3 separate regions of the Danio rerio genome follow, and regions 1 and 3 are each linked to region 2. The links are chromatin contacts, called in public Hi-C and HiCAR-type maps. All regions are on one chromosome and are shown on one strand. Each heading gives the region's core, a stretch centred on a gene start, on an enhancer-like site or on the middle of the called end of the contact. The rest is flanking DNA. Distances are from core to core; before and after follow the strand shown. Region 1 holds the start of mta2 (metastasis associated 1 family, member 2). Region 2 holds the start of rtn3 (reticulon 3). Region 3 overlaps mta2 (metastasis associated 1 family, member 2).

Region 1 (2,927 bases), core at 8-2,507, 190 kb before region 2:
ATGTTCAATCTGCAACTGCAATAAAGCAATCAGCGGCGTCTGCTAAAGCAACACAGGCTGATTGCCGTGACCTATTTACGGCCGATTCACGGATTTAAGAACGTAAAGGCACTGTAATGTAGATGGTTACCAAGCCGTCAGTCAGTCAGTGATGTTAACGCATATTATCATCACCAGCATCTTACAGACAAAAGACATATGAGAGGCATATGTAGGAGAGTCTACAGTAGAAGTGAACATGTATGATGGAGAAAACTTCAGCTGGATAGGACATTATACGCGCCTTCTGCATATATGAGAATAGAAAAGAGACTTTTTTTAGTACTAAACACTATTTCTAGGTTAACCAAGTGTAAACATGCGTGTAATACACCTTTAACTAAACATTTTGGATTATTTTACTGCTTCCTTTCAAACAGGTGACGAAACTGAAAGTGCGGCGAGTCTCCCATATGATTCAGTTGTCAAAGGTTTGACAGATTGACAGAGTTTGGGAAACGTGCACGACAAAAACTTCAACATAACTCTAGAAAAAGTAAGTAAAAAGCACTATAATGGATTAAACTAACGCAAGGCTTTCTGTATAATTAGCTCATTTGCTTGCGGCGGCTAATTATTAAAAAGAAACCAAAACTACTGAGTTAAGAAAGACTTTAAGAGTCAGCACGAGTTTTTAAACCTTCACAAGTGAACTTTAATACATATATTAATAATTAAATTCGAGTTATCCCGAATGCAGCCGTAACGAAACTAGCCTAGCCTGCTTAGCAACGGGATTCCGCTCATTGTAACTAAGGCGGAAACAGCCGCTCGCGCTAATGCTAATGCTAACCCCCGCGAGCCTGCTGCTAGTGTTAGCCTTAACAATAATACTCACCTCCAACTCGGTACATGTTGGCCGCCATTCTCTCGCTCTCCTAAACAAACGCAATAATCGCAGATTCCCTCTTCGTGGGAGTCAAAATGTGTATCCGAACGTGGTGCTGGTTCTTTATATCCTCGCGTGTGCTGGCGTACTTCCCCCCGTCGCGAGACAAAGCCGGGACCCGGCACGGCGCTGCCGCTCTGGCGGGTAAAAGTTTAAAGTTTCCGCTACAATGTTTCTCCGGATGGTAAAAAAAGATCGCGTCTTTGTTTCGGCGCTGCGATAAAACTCCCATCGAAGCCCCTCTCAGACATTCACACTTGACACGAGCCCTTGATAGCCAGCCCGTCTCTCTCTTTCTCTCTCACTCACTCCACTCTTCCTCCCATCCTCCGCTCCCTGCTTCATCCTCCTCTTCTTCACCTCCGCTCTGTTTCACACACACACACACACATACGGGCGCGCGCACGGGCACGCACCCCCTCTGCAACGTCATTTTCGAAAGCTCGCAACGTCACGTCGAATTCGGAAAACTCCTGGCAAATATACATTTCAGTCAAGAAATGGGCTGAAGCTAAGCCGAACTGTGAACATTTTACAAAGGAGACTAAACAGTATGGCACTACACTGTGTAACATTAAAAACAGATAAGCTAAAAAAAAATACATTTGAAGCATTATGCAAATTTAATTTGATTAAATAAATATTTTGTTTTTTATTATCCTACCCATCTACAGAGCTTAGCATATATAAGTGCACCCCTCACAAAACTATCTTTTACATATATGATTTTAATAGAAAGCTTACAATATTATATTTGTGGATATACATTAGATTAGTCTGTACTAAAGCTAAATCTGGAGCTTACCTCACAAAATAATTTACATTAACGGCCAAAAACTAGTACAACCAAATTTATATGATATAGAAAAATATTAAATACACATTTAAAAAAAGGAAAAATCAGACAAAGCAAAACATTATATTTTTTTGAAAAGTTTTGTAGGTTGTAGTTATTTTGGAATATTCATTCATTCATTCATTTTCATGTCGGCTTAGTCCCTTTATTAATCTGGGGTCGCCACAGCGGAATGAACTGCCAACTTATCCAGCAAGTTTTTACGCAGCGGTTGCCCCTCCAGCCGCAACCCATCTCTGGGAAATTTGCAATATTTAGCTTGAATTTAATTGTATTATCTTTCAATTTCTAAATATATTTGGTGACTAAAATATTATTTTAATAAACATATCTGTCTAATAAATCTGTTTTGTATAAACACACCGAAATACACTGCCTATATTCACTGAGAAATGGATAAACATATTCATTTCATTTTCAAAATGGGGTGTACTCAATTATGCCAAGCACTGTATTTATTTTACTCCTGGCATCTGTTTATACTTTGATTGTGTAGCTAATAAAATCATCTCATTTTTATTTTGTTTTATTTGTTCATAATTGTTGTGAAATGTTCACTCACCGGCCACTTTATTAGGTACACCTGTCCAACTTCTCGTTAACCCAATTTTTTTGGGGGGGGCTGCAACTCAATGCATTTAGTCAGGGTCAAGGTGATCTGCTGCAGTTCAAAGTGAGCATCAGAATGGGGAAGAAAGCTGATTTAAGTGACTTTGCACATTGCATGGTTGTTGGTGCCAGACAGGCTGATCTGAGTATTTCAGAAACTGCTGGGATGTTCACGCACAACCATCTCTAGCCTATCCTAGTATTGTTGCTGACCATGTCCATCCCTACATGACCACAGTGCACCCATCTTCTGATGGCCAAGCGTGAATCATCGGACACTGGTGTTTTGATCACGATATTAAGTTACTCAAATGGCCTCCACAGTCACCAGATCTCAATCCAATTGAGCACCTTTGGGATGTGGTGGAACGGGAGATTCACATCATGAAATCTCTGAGGATTATTTCCAGTACCTTGGAATTTAATCTATGACACAAAGGATTTAGGCAGTTCTGAAGGCAAAAGAGGTCCAACCCAGTACTAGTAAGGTATACCTGATAAAGTGGCCAGTGAGTGTATATTATGTACTACGTT
Region 2 (2,850 bases), core at 317-2,816:
GTTATTATATTATTAATGACCTCCAGAACTGTCAACAGCATCTGTGCTCTGCGTCTCACACCTTCAAACGCCAAAACACGATCATTGCATGTCCGGATTGCCTTCTGAGGCATTTATTAAATGAAGAAAAGATTCACGCAGCTTCTCCTACTGCAGCAAATTCCATTTTTACTGTTGATATTTGACGGCAGTTAATCCGGAAGTGATGATTTTGTTCGCTTTGATTCATTGGATGGAAATAATGCCTTATTTGAATATTTTTTATGCGATATTCCAGTTTAATTCACATTTTTAGAAGGAAACCTAGCTAATGTTTCCTTTACAAATCAACATGATTTCCAATGGTTGTGGATGCTTATCCAAACATACAATCTGGTTCCATATTAAAAGTTTTTCTGTCTTTTTAAAGACTTTTGGCATCAATCACCTAGCATGCAAAAAAAAATTTTCCAATACAAAATCCATTACAGCCACACGCAGGCGTATTATGGTTTCATCAATGAAGCATTTAATTAAATTTGTATTTAGTTCAATATATTGTAGCCATTACAGTTACAAAAAAGTTATTTACAACAAAAATGTTATTATGCACTAATAAAATTGTTACATTTTCCAATAAATAAACGATTGCTTGAAATGATTTAATTAATTCATCTTAAGATTCAACTCAAAAGAACGATTTATAATAGGGTTTTAGACAGCTCTGTTGATTATTCCAGCTTGTCACGTCGGTAGTAATGTAGATGGGTGTGTGTGTATGTAGGTTTTCCCTTGATTTACACGGTCCTCCAGTTTCGGATGCATCTGCACTGCAGATCATCAGCTGAGCCGCAACATGTGCCCATTTCAGCATGGGTTCAAAGAGGTATTATGTGTCCTCATATTTCTCCCTGGCCTTTTCCTAAAAATAAACGTTAGGTCAAAGCTGTGGATGAGAACACATTCATTCTGAGTCTGACATCCGCCATGATATTTATCCCTACAAAATGTCAATATAGTCTTCCTACAATGCCCAAGAGGAGGCGTTATGGAAAGTGTACGTGAGAAATAAACAGACCAACACCATTACATAACACGAGAGTATCCCAATATTAGACTCAACCCATTTTAAGCATGCAAGTTCATTCGAATCGATCTGAATCAGTGTGTCGGTTTGTATTGTCATAAAATGCTCTAGTCAGAGTGACCTGCCAAAAGCATTTCCACCAGTTCCGTTTTAGAATATCCACGAACACACGTTCTAAATTTAGAAGCAAACATAACCAATTTAACGGCAGTGCTGCATGTCGTTTGCGTTGTCTTACCGGAAAACTTTGAGTCTTTAGACGCTGCAGAATGTCCATCGTTTAGGCCTTGTGACGACGAAATCTGAGAAGATTGGGTCATTGGGTCTGCCATTTTTTGTCGCGCAGCTCTACAGGGTCTGTAGTATAGAGGTGTCGATTGAGGTTTGGATTGAAACTCTGAGCGGTCCCGATTCACCGAGTATTTCCCAGTACAGCAGCGGCGTCACCGAGCCTGCACAAGCACATTAGGTGAACCTGCCTGAATGTTGCAGTGGATGGGGGCGGTGGAACACATATAGGGCGGGTACATATGAGAGAGAGAGAGAGAGAGAGAGAGAGATAATAGGGTGAGAGGTCGATGTTTTGCATAAAAGTCTACGCCATTAAACTATAAAAACTATAAAGATACTGTGGCTGACTTTTTCTTTTCTTCAATTTTCTTCCGTTCAATTAATTATTTCATTTACAACTAAAGACTTGTCCCATTCCGACAGTATCACGTGTTATAAACTGTGTTTTTTGTATTAAAGTATAATTAAAACTATTTTATGCTTGCTCTATCAAAGTAAATAATATCTGATTCTACAGTCTCTATCTTGACCATCCAGACAGTTGTTAATCCTAAAAACTGCGGACTGTTTTGGATTAGGTTGATGTCTAATCTATCCTCGTCTACTTAGAAATGATACACTAAACACTGTGCAACTGTATGGGATGTGATTATGTAATGCTTTTCGCATTTTAGCCCTGGATCTTTATTTCTTACCATGACAGTAAATGGTGGATCTGTATTTTATTTCATGTGCAACAGCGCCCCCTTTTGGTTAACCATAGTGTTGCGTTTATAGACTGTAAATAAAGGAGTCAAGTTTTTAATTAGCAAGGTTTCATTTACAAATTCATCCACGACCCAATGTAGAGTTACGACATGTTGCATTTTTTGTAGTGTAGAGGTATACTCCTACTTAATTTTCAGAACTACAGTGCTCAGCATAATTGAATACACCCCATGAATATGAACATGATTATCCATTTTTCAGTGTATAGGCATTGTATTTTGGTGCATTTAAACAAAACAGATTTATTAAACAGATATAATTATTAAAATAATATTTTAGTCACCAAATATATTTAGAAATTGAAAGATAATACAATTAAATTTAAGCAAAATATTGCAAAAAAAATTACAACCTACAAAATTTCTATTAAATGTAAAAAAATTTTGCTTCTCTTAATTTTTCCTCTTTTTAAATTTGTATTTAATATTTTTCTATAACATATACATTTGGTTGTACTAGTTTTAGGGCCGTTATCGTAAGTTATTTTGTTAGATAAGCTCCAGATTTGGCTTTAGAACCGACTAATGTAATGCATATGCACAAATATAATATTGTACTGCTTCCTATTAAAAATATGAATTTAAAAGAGAGATTTAAGAGGGGTGTACTTATATATGCTGAGCACTGTATCTGACTGTTAGCAATTGGTTTTCCTTTTGGTTGTACAAAAAGAATGTCAAGGCCATTTTTTAAGCAATTAACATCATGTTTGTTGCAGGGACGTT
Region 3 (2,834 bases), core at 162-2,661, 210 kb before region 2:
AGTAGGCAAAGAGCAGGCGATGTTTAGCGACCATTGAAAATTTAACCACATGTACAGTATGGTCCCACTATTAGAGCAATCCGGTTGAATGCGTTTTTTGGCTACCTCTGAATATAATGCATAAAGTAAAGTGATATGTTGCTCTGCTATTATCATGAGGAATTGTGCAATTGTTTTTGGTTTTCTTTCCTTGATTAGGGGAATTTAATTTATAGACATTGCTGTCGTTGAACAGCTATTGTAAATTTTATCTCTTTGCAATAAAAAACATTCTCATAAAAAAAGGTTTTCTTGAGATGGATTGTTGATTAGATGATTTTCAGCCCAATTGAGAAGCTTTACTTGGACAGAGGAAAACTAAGACATGTTTAAAATGATACAAGACCTACAATACTATATTTCAGTGAATTTAAGAAATTTTACGACCCTGCATTATAGAGTTGTTTTTGCATTAAATGACAAAAAGGTTCCATGTTTTCAGAGAACTCAATACCAATAGTCTAACTTTAGAAGAGCTAAGAAATCTCTATTTGCTGGAATAATCGAGATTTTCCAATTGCAACGAATGAAAACATTTGTTTCTCTGACACTCTACAAGAAGCCGCCTTTTTTTCTTTATGGCTTTTGTCAGCTTTGTAACACTTTGAAAAACTGCACGGTGAGTGCACTTGTACTCTGGGAGAACACTTACCTCTCTCTCTAGGTAGCCAGTTAAAACATCAGTCTCATTTAAAAGTGTGACGTTGCATTTTCCTCTGTAAAAAACAAAATAAAAAAACAACTTAGCATAAATACTTTTGATTCTGATAGGATTTTGTCACCCAATCCAGAGATGTTGAGCGGCGTGAGTGTGTTTACCGTATATGCGTGGCCGGGAGAGACTCAAACTGTCGAGACAGGAACAGTTCTCTGTGCTTGAGCTGGTGTTTCTGCTGTTCTGATGTTGAAGGCTGCTTGGACTCCTCTTCAAAGTCTCCTAAAATACATGCACCCAAACATAAGAGAGTGATGCTAATGGCCTCAATTAGTTCTGATGCAAACCAGCTTCATCTTAGCGCACACACAGAGACCAAACCTTAACAGTTTACACACCACTTAAGGTTATTAGTAACGCTTGCGATCAATTTCACACTCATTCAGATACAAGTAAATTGAATATCCTACGTTAGGGTCTGTTGACTTATAAGGGAAGTAAACCATTATGATGCAACTCAAACCCACTGCATTCTGATGCATTGCTTGTGACTTCAACATGAATATGCAATGACGATGGAGATTCTTTCTTAAATGGATGCTCGTGTGAGGTGAGTAGACTTGGCAGGACTTTATCAGACGATCTGACCAGACTCCACCCCTGCGCGGAGCCAAAGGAAACCCTGTCAATGAAGAGGGCGGGACTTCAGACCACACCCCTTTCCATTAACCCCTCCTGCCACCCCGGTGGCCCTGCCCCCTCCTTTCTCTCCCCTTGGCCAATGCGTCCCTGCCAGCTTTACTGGGAAACCCTGTGCAACAAACCTGAGGCGCCCATCCCCCCATTGAGCAACAACCTCCCCCCCATGCACAAGTACGCATTAAAAAAAATGCCACAAGCTCTCTTTCACACATGCACAAGCAGACAGCACTCAAGACACACGTACGACAGATCATTCATACATGCGCACGCACACTCATGTATGCATTTAATAACACTTTCACTCCTTGACAAAGACACCAGCCAGACATGCGTTAACCTAGTGTTAACCCTTTGAGCACCATGGCCCGGTGGGTCCAATGAAGGCTCTTTTGTTCTGAGAGCACAGGGCGGATGGCAGCTGAGGATAAGCACAGAGGAGCCCATTCAGGAGGGAGGGAAAGGGGGAAGATGGGCAGAAGGTAGAGAGGGGAGGAGGTGATCTAAATGGAAGCCCTGATCTTGTGTAACAGGACAGTGTTGGTCTTGTCGGGTGGCGCGACATAAAGAGGAGGATATGTTGAGTATTAAACGGGCAGCCAAGCAGACATTGACCTCGCATGACCGCAAAGGATTTGAAGGCTTTCTCTTGCCAGTGTCAATGACTTCCTTGACTCAAACCTGAACTGCCCATTTTGTAATTACAACAGCTTCAGTAGATCACGTGTTTAAAATTTACACAGTTGAATAAATGCAGGTGATACAGCACCTTAATCAATCACGTGAGGTGCTTGCACTTACACATGATGTGATGGTGTTCAGAAATGGCAAGAGAGCACATCACCGGGCTCTATTTGGCCATATTCGAATGCCGAGATTATGAACAGGAAATCACACCGTTTATTTACCAATGTCGATAGAGAAACAGAAGGCAAGACTTCAAATACAAAATGAGGAAAGCATCTGTGGTTTTTTCAGAGGGTGCATCTCATCCGGACTTTGTCATCCATTGATGCAAAGACCAAGGTTAGGCTGTAGCTTCAGCAGGGATCCCCAGACTTCCTTCTCCCCAGGCATTCCTCCAGCTCCTTCTAGGGAATCCCAAGGTGTTCTTGTGTAAGCAGAGACATATGCCCTCCAGCACGTCCTGAATCTTTCCTGGGGTCTCCTCTTGATGGGATAAGCCCGGAACACCTCTGCAGGTAGGCATCCGAAACAGATGCTTAAGCCACCTCAACTAGATTTTTTCAATGTAATGGAGGAACAGCTCCACTGCTCAGAGTTTCTCACGGATGTCAAGCTCCTCACCCTTTCTCTTATGGTGCACCCTGCCAGCCACTGGTATTCGTTATCTTGTCCTTTCAGTCATGACCCAAACCTCACGACCATAGATGAGAATAGAAATGTATATTGATCAAAATCTACATCTTCTGTTCTACCC

Evidence for each region. A called contact is a pair of places that touch in the nucleus more often than the background predicts. HiCAR-type assays count read pairs that join an accessible place to other places.
Region 1: a contact with region 2 is called in a HiCAR-type map of caudal fin, with 5 times the contacts expected there. The contact joins the promoter of mta2 here to the promoter of rtn3 in region 2. A contact is called at or near these places in 3 of 18 Hi-C or Micro-C datasets (caudal fin, embryo and an unstated tissue) and 1 of 4 datasets of contacts at active chromatin or transcription factors (caudal fin).
Region 3: a Hi-C map of hematopoietic stem cells shows a contact between it and region 2, with 2.4 times the contacts expected there. The contact joins the enhancer-like site here to the promoter of rtn3 in region 2. A contact is called at or near these places in 2 of 18 Hi-C or Micro-C datasets (hematopoietic stem cells and an unstated tissue) and 2 of 4 datasets of contacts at active chromatin or transcription factors (caudal fin and gastrula embryo).

Annotation. Positions count from the first base shown.
Region 1 is chr7:17,876,288-17,879,214 of GRCz12tu, reverse strand. mta2 (metastasis associated 1 family, member 2) reads right to left here and starts at 1,257. Exons shown (of 18, transcript NM_214695.1): 1 at 878-1,257. The coding sequence starts at 905.
Region 2 is chr7:17,687,318-17,690,167 of GRCz12tu, reverse strand. rtn3 (reticulon 3) reads right to left here and starts at 1,566. Exons shown (of 7, transcript NM_201072.2): 1 at 1,305-1,566. The coding sequence starts at 1,398.
Region 3 is chr7:17,897,193-17,900,026 of GRCz12tu, reverse strand. It overlaps mta2 (metastasis associated 1 family, member 2), which reads right to left. Exons shown (of 18, transcript NM_214695.1): 4 at 859-976; 5 at 692-755. Among named protein-coding and RNA genes, the nearest start is that of cth1, 20 kb to the left of the region's middle. Within about 2 kb of position 1,411, at least 57 of the 62 cell types and tissues checked have an H3K27ac peak or open chromatin away from gene starts, as enhancers often do. A contact at or near this core is called in caudal fin, gastrula embryo and hematopoietic stem cells, where this site is marked.